3 separate regions of the Mus musculus genome follow, and all the other regions are linked to region 2. The links are chromatin contacts, called in public HiChIP or PLAC-seq and promoter capture Hi-C maps. All regions are on one chromosome and are shown on one strand. The core of a region is the stretch at or near the end of the contact, and the rest is flanking DNA. Distances in the headings are between cores, read along the strand shown. Region 1 holds the start of Chtop (chromatin target of PRMT1). Region 2 holds the start of Etv3 (ets variant 3). Region 3 holds the start of Dennd4b (DENN/MADD domain containing 4B).

Evidence for each region. HiChIP or PLAC-seq counts read pairs in DNA pulled down with a chosen protein or histone mark. Capture Hi-C pulls out chosen DNA fragments and counts their contacts.
Region 1: a promoter capture Hi-C map of liver shows a contact between it and region 2, with 4 times the contacts expected there. The contact joins the promoter of Chtop here to the promoter of Etv3 in region 2. A contact is called at or near these places in 2 of 484 Hi-C or Micro-C datasets (B cells and CD8 T cells), 2 of 115 datasets of contacts at active chromatin or transcription factors (bone marrow-derived dendritic cells and thymic regulatory T cells) and 1 of 9 other capture datasets (liver).
Region 3: a contact with region 2 is called in an H3K27ac HiChIP or PLAC-seq map of bone marrow-derived dendritic cells, with 6 times the contacts expected there. The contact joins the promoter of Dennd4b here to the promoter of Etv3 in region 2. A contact is called at or near these places in 1 of 484 Hi-C or Micro-C datasets (CD4 T cells), 2 of 115 datasets of contacts at active chromatin or transcription factors (bone marrow-derived dendritic cells and thymic regulatory T cells) and 1 of 9 other capture datasets (liver).

Annotation. Positions count from the first base shown.
Region 1 is chr3:90,508,148-90,511,532 of GRCm38.p6, reverse strand. It overlaps Chtop (chromatin target of PRMT1), which reads left to right and starts at 2,035. Exons shown (of 6, transcript NM_001293776.1): 1 at 2,035-2,342. S100a1 (S100 calcium binding protein A1) reads left to right here. Exons shown (of 3, transcript NM_011309.3): 3 at 169-499. The coding sequence ends at 312.
Region 2 is chr3:87,523,667-87,527,053 of GRCm38.p6, reverse strand. It overlaps Etv3 (ets variant 3), which reads right to left and starts at 1,476. Exons shown (of 5, transcript NM_001083318.2): 1 at 1,395-1,476.
Region 3 is chr3:90,263,678-90,267,502 of GRCm38.p6, reverse strand. It overlaps Dennd4b (DENN/MADD domain containing 4B), which reads right to left and starts at 2,268. Exons shown (of 28, transcript NM_001356483.1): 1 at 1,942-2,268; 2 at 1-90. The coding sequence starts at 67. It overlaps Crtc2 (CREB regulated transcription coactivator 2), which reads right to left. Exons shown (of 14, transcript NM_028881.3): 14 at 3,378-3,825. The coding sequence ends at 3,803.

The DNA of each region.
Region 1 (3,385 bases), core at 786-3,285, 3.0 Mb before region 2:
TGAGCCATCTCACCAGTCCCAGGTCACCAGTTCTTAACTCACCAGTCTTTAAGGTTGTAGAAGACTCCCATAATTAAATATCATTCTCTCACTTGCTCATTTCCACCTCCTCCTCCACCACCATGGTGGCTCTGACTTAGTGATAAACACTTCCATCCCCTTCTACAGGTCCAGAAGGATGCAGATGCTGTGGACAAGGTAATGAAGGAACTGGATGAAAACGGAGATGGGGAAGTGGACTTCAAGGAGTATGTTGTGCTGGTGGCTGCTCTCACAGTGGCTTGTAACAACTTCTTCTGGGAGACCAGTTGAGCACAGTCTGTGAGCAGTGCCCTTCCTCTCCCACTTGTCAAGATTTCCCCTTTAGCGTGCTTGCTCCTCACCCCACCTGTACCTCCCTATGTCCCCATCCTTGCCCAGTCTCGACGTGCACCAAGGGCACAAGAGTGGCAGTCCAGATCTGCCACTTGTTTTAATAAAGCCTTCTCTCTCACCAGCTATCAATGTCTGTACCCTCTGGGCATGGCTATGTGTGAAGTAAGGGGTGCTCACTCCCAACACCTTATCTTGTCAAGTTTACATTAGTTCCTTATTTAAGGAACACTCAAAACCCAGAAATGTAGGGGTCCGAAAATTTTAGCTGGAATCCAAGTGTCATTGGCTTCTCAAGGATTTGTATGAGTAATTGGTAATACCAGGACTTGAAGGATGAGGCAGGAAGATTTTGAGTTCCAAGCCAGCCCATACTACATAGCCAGAAACAGAAATAAACAAGCCATCAAAAAATGTGGGGCTGGTGAGATGGCTGAGTGGGTAAGAGTACCTGACTGCTCTTCCAAAGGTCCGGAGTTCAAATCCCAGCAACCACATGGTGGCTCACAACCATCCGTAACGAGATCTGGTGCCCTCTTCTAGTGTGTCTGAAGACATCTACAGTGTACTTACATATAATAAATAAATAAATCTTTTTTAAAAAATCTGAAGAAAGCTAGAAATGGTGGCACGTACCATAGTTAACACCAGCTCAGCACCTGGGACGTAAAAGGCAGGAGGATCTCTGTGAGTCCAAGCCCAGCCTGGTCTGTATAGAGAATTCTAGAACAGCCAGAACTACATTATAGAGACTCTGTCTCAAAAAAACTACCAGAGGCAGTGGTGACACACGCCTTTAATCCCAGCACTCGGGAGGCAGAGGCAGGCAGATTTCTGAGTTCAAGGCCAGCCTGGTCAACAGAGTGAGTTCCAGGACATCCAAGGCTACACAGAGAAACCCTGTCTCGGAAAAAAAAAAAAAAAAAAAAACAACAACAAAAAAACAAAACCAGAAAACAAAACCAAAAAACTACTAGAAGAACTTTTTCCCAAGCTTCATTCAGTGTTTATTGATGCCTCATCATTGCTAGACATTATGTAAGAACTAGGGATACATAAGTGGGGATACAGATTTGCTTTATTGGATTACTTGAGGTAAAAAGACCCACCCTAAAACTAGCCACATCTTCTAGAGGCAGTCCCTATAAAAGGATGTAGATGAGTCCAGTGTGGGTCTTAAATCCCAGTACTGGGAGGGGCGGGGTTAGGGGGGGTCAGGAGGTGGATCTTTGTGAGTTCGAAGCCAGTCTGGTCTACACAAAGGAAGCCTGCCTCAAAAAGAAACAGAAACTCTACAAATAGGTTTGAGGGCCTGAGCAAATTAGCCAGGTCTCAAGGTCCTAATAAAGACTTTTTACAGTTGTCTTTAGCTTGGGAATGGGAAATAAAAGGATACAAACACTGTTGCCAATCTAAGCTGCTATTTGCAAGCCAAAAATCCCACCAAAGTGGGGCATAAACTTGTCCAGAAGGTAGTCTAGAGGTACTTAGCGATTACGGCCACTGGCCACGCCCCCGAAGGCGGAGCACTACACGTAACTTAAGGGATCTTTGCCAAAGTCAGTGGGGATTCGCTGCGATTCTTGCGCTAGGCCAAAGGACCATGTTGCCACGCCCCTAGTTGCGCGCGCACTGACGCAAGCCCGTCGGCGCCATTTTAGCCGGTCACGCTGCACTGGTGGGCCCGGCGGCCATTTTGTTTTGGACACCAAGCGGGAGTTGGCGGCGCCGGCTCTGGGGGCCCAGACGAAAGGCAGGAAAGGGCAGGCTTGACGAGCGGGAGGATCGGTCAGCTAGATACTCAACCCACAACGAGGAAGCCTCACATCCTACCGTTTAAGCATCTAAGCCAACCGCCCAGCTAGTTAACCCGAGCGGCCCGCCGTCAGCTCAGGTTAGGCCGGCCTCCGGGCCGCCCGCCGCAGCCGTGGTGGCAACCCCGGGAGGAGCGCTGGCGTCCATCTCCTTCGGTGAGTTTCTGTGGAGAGGGCAGAGGTGGAGGGGCGCGGGGTCCGGGGCCCGGTGGCGTGGGTGGCAGGTGTGGACCGGGCTGAGGTGCGCAGAGGCCGGGGAGGGGGCGGAGCCGGGAGGCGGAGGCTAAGCCGGAACCGCGGCCAGCGAGCTGGGCCGCTAGCCGTGCGGGTGCTGCTTGTGGTTGGCGTGTCTGGTGCAGGTGCTGGTGCTGGTGGTGCTGGTCGTAGTGGTTTGGCCTCAAATCCAGTGTCTTGCTTACCTAGATAAGCGTCCTCCATCGGAGCCAAAGCCTCGCCCCAGAATAGCGTTTGATGGGGATAACCACGGAAATAGTCGCCTGATCAAAGTTGGAGTCCTGAGAGGCTTCGAGGTGGAGGTCAAATGAGGAGTACAGGAATTAGCGGCGGCTCTGGGTGTTCGATTTTGATTCTTTTTTTTTTTTTTTTTTTTTTTTTTGCGGCACCGAAGTTGAACCCAAAATCGTACTTTGGCTAAACTAGCGCCCCGAGTTAACATCTCCAGCTTTAAAAATAATAATAATCTTAGTTTGAAACAGGGTCTGTCAAATCACCCGGGCTCGCCTTGAGCTTGTGACCCCCTTGCCTCAGCCCCTCCCCAGTATATGCCACTACAGTTAAAATATTGTGGTGTGCTCTTAACAGAGCTCTCAGATTGAATACCCATTTAGAAAACCTCTTCTGTCTTTCCCCTGCCATGTCTAACTAGAGCTCCACCTGCATTTGGAGTTGAGAATCGATTTTGAAACTAGGCTTTTCTTTTTATTTTGGGTGTATGAGAGTCCGGTCCTCACAGTGTGACAATGTAACCCGTTACAGCCTCAGACTGTTACACCACTCCCCTGTTGCTGCTGGGAATTGAACTTCCCAGGGCTTCATCAGTGCTAAACAAGCACTCTACTGAGGAGCTATATTCCCAGCTCCTCCATTTCTCTAGATCCATGACCCTCAACTTTCTATAGACATGTAAGATGTACCTGGGTAGCACCCCCAATCCCAGTTGCTGTACCCCATCCTCATGG
Region 2 (3,387 bases), core at 227-2,726:
ACCTCAAAAGCCATAATTATCTCTCACCTGACCTTAGCCGCAAAGTGTAAACACTGTCCTTAATATCTGCTTTCTTCCTTGTGACCAACCGACCCTCCGACATAAGAGAGGGAAGGGAACAGTGAAAGAAGTCCAAAACGGCAGCAAAAGCAAGCCACACAGTTTGTTTTCTGTTGGTAGACAAGCCCAGATGCCAAGATACACAAGCCTGAATTCACCCAGACACACCAACTTAAGAAGTGGGAGAAAAAAAAAAATCCAAATCCCCTATTCAAAAAGGAACATCCGATCCTACGTATTTCTTGAATTGTGTGAGAAGGACATCTTCCAGTCAGAAACTGGGCTCACCTTCCAACAGTATTCTGAGATACAGAAAGTAAACATGTCCTGTGTACAGCCACTCCATACAAGAAACATGTCACTTTCCTAAAATTTTGTGAAAAAAAATGTTATGCCATCTACTTAACAGGGAAATAAAAAGGGTAAAGTAGGTACTTCAGATCGCCTGGCCGGTGGAGGAAGGCATCTTGCTAGGATCTGAATTCATTCCATGCAGATTTATAGTTCCTCAATAAATTTCCCGTTCCCAGCAGCAGACAGCTTTGTGTCAGTCCTTCAGCGAATAGGAGGAGAGGGTGAAACTGACCGGGAATGACGGAGGAGGAGAGACCTGACTTACTCTCATTACCCTGCAGGGTGGACAGCCCCCGGCACCAACCAGAGCAGGTCTGGAGCAACTGCAGGTGCTTCAGAGGCCCCAGGGTGGGGTGGGACAAATTCCTAATCTTGGAAATTTCATCTAACCTAGAATTCCTCTAGGTGTTCTGCATTTTCGTTGACGACAAATACACTAAGGAGAACAGTAAGTTTCAGTCCATGACAACCCTCGGGATCCAGGAGCTGACAAATGGCTCAAGGAAAGAGGCAACAGACAGACAGTGGCACACACAGGATATACACAAGTAACAAGGCACCAGGGCTGGGCAGAGCTTCCTCTCCCATTTCCGTGATGATGGGGTTGAAGAGACACCGATTTCTCCAAGGCTCTGGGACACTGTCCGGGACTAACTCCTACCCTGCGCTGTCGGATCGCAGGGCCCTTTCCCTGCTCCAGAACACCCTTCAGCCTGGTGTCCGTGGGCTCGCGCTGGCCGACGCCCGAGCCGGGCACCCTCTCCTCGATCCTCCGGCCCCCGATGTGCCCATCCAGCCCCTCGGAGCCCGCAGGCGCGTCTGCAGGTGTTCGCGACTCCCCCAGGGCGCTCGGTCACCCTCCCGGCCTGCGGCGGGGCTCGCCGCTCCCGCTGGTCCGCAGCGGCTTCCACGGCCGCCCTCATCCGCGTCCCTTCCGTCCTGCCCGCGCGGGCCGCGACCGCCGACGCCACCAGTCTCACCTCTCCGGCGCCGTCCGTCTCCACTCGGGCTCCTCCGCGGCAGCTCGGGCTCCTCCTCATCCACCCAGAAGGAAGTGACTCCGCGGCGGCTTTCGTCACTTCCACTCTGGGCCAGGGTGGGAGGGGGCGGTGTCGTGAGCGGCACGGCTTCCGCCCAGAAGGTACCGGTGCCCCTCCGTGGCTCGGAGGCCGCGGGGCTGGAACCCTCTGCAGAAGGAAGGCTCTTCCGCGCTGACAGGAGCACAGGAGCTTCAGAGGCACGTGCGAAGTTGGCCTTGCCTTGCACTGTTCCATTTTTAGTCCTGATCTGCCTCGTCCAAGTGTTACAGCGTGCACGACTTTGCCATTCAAACACCGCTCCCCCCTCCCTTTCCCTTTGCCTTTTGTTCCCGATTAAGCAATTACAATTTTGTCCCAGACAAATTTTGTTCAAGAGTTAGTGATAAGGGATGTGAAATCAGCTTCCGTAATTCCAAATGGTTCCCAGCCCTAGTTTCCCTCCAGAGGCAGTGTTGGGACCAGTAAAGGTTAAGTGGATGAGAGTGAAAAGTGGTGAAAAGTGGGGGAAGGCGAAGATGAGAGGCAGAATTGAAGTCTTCATCGAGTGCACGAGTGCGTAGCAACAACTTTATGCAATCACAACCTTTCCCTCCTGGGAACGACACAGAACATGGAAGTCTTACCATGATTTGTATCAAAGGTTGGCTTCTAGCTTTGGATATGCCTATTAGCACCTCCCTTCCCAGACTGGCCAATGAATTTGTAATTATCTCATGCTGTACTTGTGTGTGTAGGATTATAGGTATATACTACCACAACTGGCCTTCTGGCTTCTACTACTGTTTTGTTTGTTTTGCCAGAGGTCTTGACAATGTATCTCTGACTGCCCTAGAAAGCACTATGTAGAGACCCAGGTTGGCCTCGAACTCACAGAGATCTGCCTGCCTCTGCCTCACACTTGTTGGGATTAAAGATATGTGTCACAATGCAAGACTAATAATTGATAGTTCTTGAGGTCTTGAGATAAGTTCAGTACTCAGTATGGCCTAAGGTTACCTTACCTGCTTAAAAAGGAAGGACTAGTGTTGGTGAGGTCTAGTTTTCCCGCCCCTTCTAGTTTGAAAGTCAGTAAAATGAACAAAATTTAAATACCATTGAGAGGATTAGAAATATGAGCACTCTGAGCATAGAAATTGCTTTATAATGGTTTCCATCTTCTGTCCAGTCTAGAACACCATTTTCTATGTTTGGGTCTACAGAACAAATGCTAGGGTTTAGCCGAATCAGCAGTTCTCGACCTGTGGGTTGACCCCCTTTAGTAAGCCCCTATGTCTAAACCTATTTACATTGCAATTCATAACAGTAGCAAAATTACAGTTATGAAGTAGGAACGGAAATAATTTTATGGTTGGGGTCACCACAACATGAGGAACTGTATTAAAGGGTCACAGCATTAGGAAGGCTGAGAACCACCGAGCGAAATGAACATAACATTTTAGTCCTCTTGCCTTCAACTACTGATGGGCTTTGTTACCTCGGTTAAGTAGTCACTGTCACTTCCTCTTCTGTTTGAATGTAGTATTTTTGGAGTATTCCCGTGGACACCTTTAGATGTTTAGTAGTATCTTATTGCGTAGGAGATTACAATAAGTACTTCCTTGATATTTAATGTGTGAACACCATGTTCTACGACTTAGGACGGAGGATGGCACAGTGTAAATATAGCATATGGTTAGGTGGTGAGAAAATGATCTTGAGACTGATAAGAATCCTCAAAGTCTCACACCATTCATGCAAACCTTAGTCATTGTCAACTCCGAAACCAAGGCGATCAGAATGAGCGGTTTCTTCAGAAACTGAGGTTGCCAACCTTCAGCTCATGGGTTAGGTGGGCACGGCTAGCACCAGCAATAATCGAGGACTGGTAGCCAGAGTATGGGGATACTTTCTGTAGATAGTTCCTCTAGATTTTTCTATGGCTATTTCTCTAACT
Region 3 (3,825 bases), core at 1,019-3,518, 2.7 Mb before region 2:
CTCCATTTCCTGCAAGCCCAGCCACCACAAAGTAATCCACCAACCGGGGAGGCCGCTCCTCTGCCATGGCCTCTGCTTCACTCACTGCATCTGGAATGGTCAATCGAGGAAGAGATGGAGCAAGAGAGGATAATGTTCCCATGGCAACGATAGTGGACACCCCCCCTTCTTCTTCCTAGTTCTTCTAAGGAAAGGATAAATGATCAGCCAATCTTGAATTCTTCCACCTGTGACATCACCAAACTCTCATATTCCACCACAGCTCCTTAGAGACCACTAGGTCCTTCCTTCTTAGTGACATCAGCCCTTTTTTCCCAAAGAACCCAAACTCCACTCTACAACACACAACTGACATATTCCTCACCTATTCCTTTAAAGGCCTGCCTCTCCTTGCCCGCTACAATTACGTCTCAGAGAACACAGTATTTTCTGTAATGGCCTGCAATGACATCATTCACTCTGGCTACCACATTACACCAACTTTTGCTTTGTCAAAGGTCTCTGCTCTTGTAGCAACACCACAAGAACCTTCCGATGCAGCTAATGTTCTTAAAGCACCCATCCTTTCATTTCTAGAAGACTTTACAGATGCCTAGGAAGGCTTACAAAACCCAAGATTTAGCTTCTGCTCATCAGATTTCAAGTATCCTTTTTTTTCCCTAGCTTAACTTTACCTAGTTGGCCAAGCAACCAGGACTTTCCCATCTCCAGGATCCTTAGGTGTCTGTAGTTAGGCACAAAGGGACTGTAGGAGTCAGCTCCAGTCATGCCATGCCCGCGCCACCCAGCCCAAGACAGAATCGGGGCCACAACAGCCTATTGGTAACTTATCTCACCTGCCTCCATGGCCTGACCCTGGGGAGTGGAAGCCCCAAGAGTCCTGAGGTGCCCCAGGGTGCTGAAGGTGGGAAGAAGCCTGGCGGGTAGCTTGCAAGGGGCTAGAGGCTGAGAGAGTGCTTCAGAGGGGAAGGGAGGCTACTTCCTGAAATGGCTGCGAAGGGGAAGCTGTCGCTAGCTCAGCATAAGTCAGCCTATGGGTGTGTGGTATCGCTGGGGGGGCGGGGGGGATAGTACTGTTTAAGGTGCCAGCACAGCATCAGACCAACGCAGACCTCCCACTAAGGGTCCTGTGCAAGGCAGGGAAGCTTTTAGTGTCTCCAGGATGCACAGTCTATTTAACCTCCCGCTCTTCCTCAGAGAACTAGAGCCAAACCGACTGTCTTCTCAACCTGGCCTCTGGACACACATGCCCCAACTCAAGCTAAATTTAGCTTGAGCTTCTCTACATCTGAGAGGTGAAGCCAGGAGTCAGCGTCAGCCTCCTGATTTAACTCCAGGACACAGCTCACTCTCTCATCCACTGCAGGCCAATAGTAGTTCTGTGCTCCAGACAGTAGGCAAAAGCCGTTAGATGAGACCCTCTATAGGCAAGTGGGTGGTCCCGGATCAACAGGACTTGTGTGTCCAGGCCTTCCCTTATCCAGCCAGGGAAGAGTCCTATAGAATGCAGCCCCTTCTCCCTTGGGGGAAAACAACGGCACTGGAGCCACTTTGGGTCCCAACGCCCACATGCCGAATGACGGGAAGTCGGGGCTAGGGCAGAGGGCGCGGCGCGGGGGAGGTGGCTGAGCAAGAGGCCGGAGGGCCGAGAGAAGCGCGCGCGGGGACTGCCGAGGACGTGACGGCAGCAGCGCCAGCAGCCGCGTGACCCAGGCGGGAAGGAGGGGTGCTCTGGCTTGAGCGCCCGCGGGAGCTCCAGGTTGTAGGATGTCGAGCACAGCTAGCTAGCTCTGGGTTGCGCCCTCCCCTCCACTTTCACTTCTCTGGGAGGGAGGAAGCGGAACCAGATGCGCAGCGTAGAACAGCTGGGGACAGTCCCTGGAGCCGCCCGCCCTCCGCCCGCCCTAACCCGCCCGCCGCCCCGCCCGGTCCGGCCCCTACCTGCCTGCCCTGGGACTCCCCAGCCGGCCCGCTGGCGGGTGGCTCTGAGGGCGGGCTGGCGGGCCGGCGGGCGGCTGGGCTGCTATCCAGCCCCGGACATGGCGCACTCGACTTAGGAGCCGCTCGCGCCCGGGCTGAAGGAAGAAGCAGCAGCCGAGGGCGCCGGGCACGGTGGAAGAAGATCTGGGCGGTCCCAGCGTCCCCGCGCGCTGCGCCACGCGGGGACTGCTGCCACACCACACCGCTAGTTCCAGCCGCGCGGTCCTCCCGGCTCCCACGTTGCTGGGGACCCCAAGCTCTTCAACGCGCCCTGCTTTCTCCACTCATACCCGCCCCCCACCCCCCCAGGAGCCGCGGGCGCCTCCGCTATTCTGCCCCCCCCCACACACCCGGGCCTGCGGCCGTGACCCTGGCTAGCGCCGGCCCAACACCCTGCCGCCTGCAGTGCGACCCCTGGTGGCTGGGAGGGCCCCCTGCAACCAAGCGGATTCCCACCACCCGGAGGAAAAAGCAAGACACTGACCCCAGATGGCCCCGAAGTCAGAGTCGGTGCTCCTGTCCTGCCCTACCGTCAGATGTGGCCACTGTGCCACAGCGAAGGCCCTGAAGACCTAGACCTGGGAAACCCAGGTGACTCCCCACTTCCACGTTTAGAACCCACTGGCCAGAGCCAGAAACTCTCAGTTCTTCTTTCGAGAAATGACAAGAACATTGAAAAAGAGGAAGAAAGGCATGAAGCCGAATAGTGGAGGTGTAGCACTCCTTTCACTATGCTGGGTGAAGTCTAACAAAGCCTTCGTGGAACATGGTTGTCTCCCAAGGATCTATTGCGTTAAACCCAAATGGAGCAGTGAAATGGATGAATCGACATACAGTCCTCAGAACATGAGATTGCTTAGGTCCCCCAAACATAAACCAAGTAAGCCAGCTAGGCCTGCTTACTTCTCTCTAGAAGCATCAACACTGGCAATAGCCTCCTCCAGGAGAGGGGAGGATTTTCTAACAGAAACAACTGTGACTTGGGACAACAGCCTCTCCTTACCCAGGGCTTCAGAAGAGTAACTTGTCAGGCTAGTCACGGTGCCCCATCCCCTGATGCTGCAGCAGGCAGGGCCTTAAACAAACAAGGGCACATAAGGTGACTTCCTGCTGCCTCGGTGAAGTCTGTATAGGCTTTAGGATACATCCAGTTTGGGACCTAAATCTGAGAATGGTGCTTCCGCACAAGCACAAAAGTTCTGAGAGGATTAACGCACACCCGTAGCCCTAGCACTAAGGAAGCCAAGGTGCCAACGGGCACGTGTGACTTCTAGGTAGTCTGCCCTATGTAAGAGAAATCCTGTCAAAAAACAAACAAACAAAAATGCAACACAAAAGAACCTATGGCACCAAACCTCCTTAGGTCCCCAGCCATGTACCAAATAGCCAAGCACACAAAAGGTTTAATAGGATTTTTTATTAACATATAATATATTTAATAAAAAATAATATCCATTCTGGCTCTCTCTTCCATTGCAAGGGGAAGAGAAATAGGGAGGGGCTGGTAGTGCCCATCCCTTCTGGACAAGCCCTCTCTCCAAGATTTCCCTCTACACCTTGCTTCCCAACAGGCTCTGACCTCCAGACAGACGGTTTTCAAAGTTACAAGTGCTTTTAGGCCCTCCCTTGAATTCCCCCAAGCCCACCAGACATACAGCATTCAGGGGCCACCTGGCCAAGCCCCTTCCCTTTCCTCAGTTTTAGGATCCTTCATTCATATTAGAAAAAGGATCTGGGGGCAGAGAGTAGTCTCTACTGGCCAGGGGGAAGGGATGAAGACTGATGGGACAGGGCCATGAAGAAGGATGGCAGTGAGGTCCCCTCACTGTAGCCGATCACTACGGA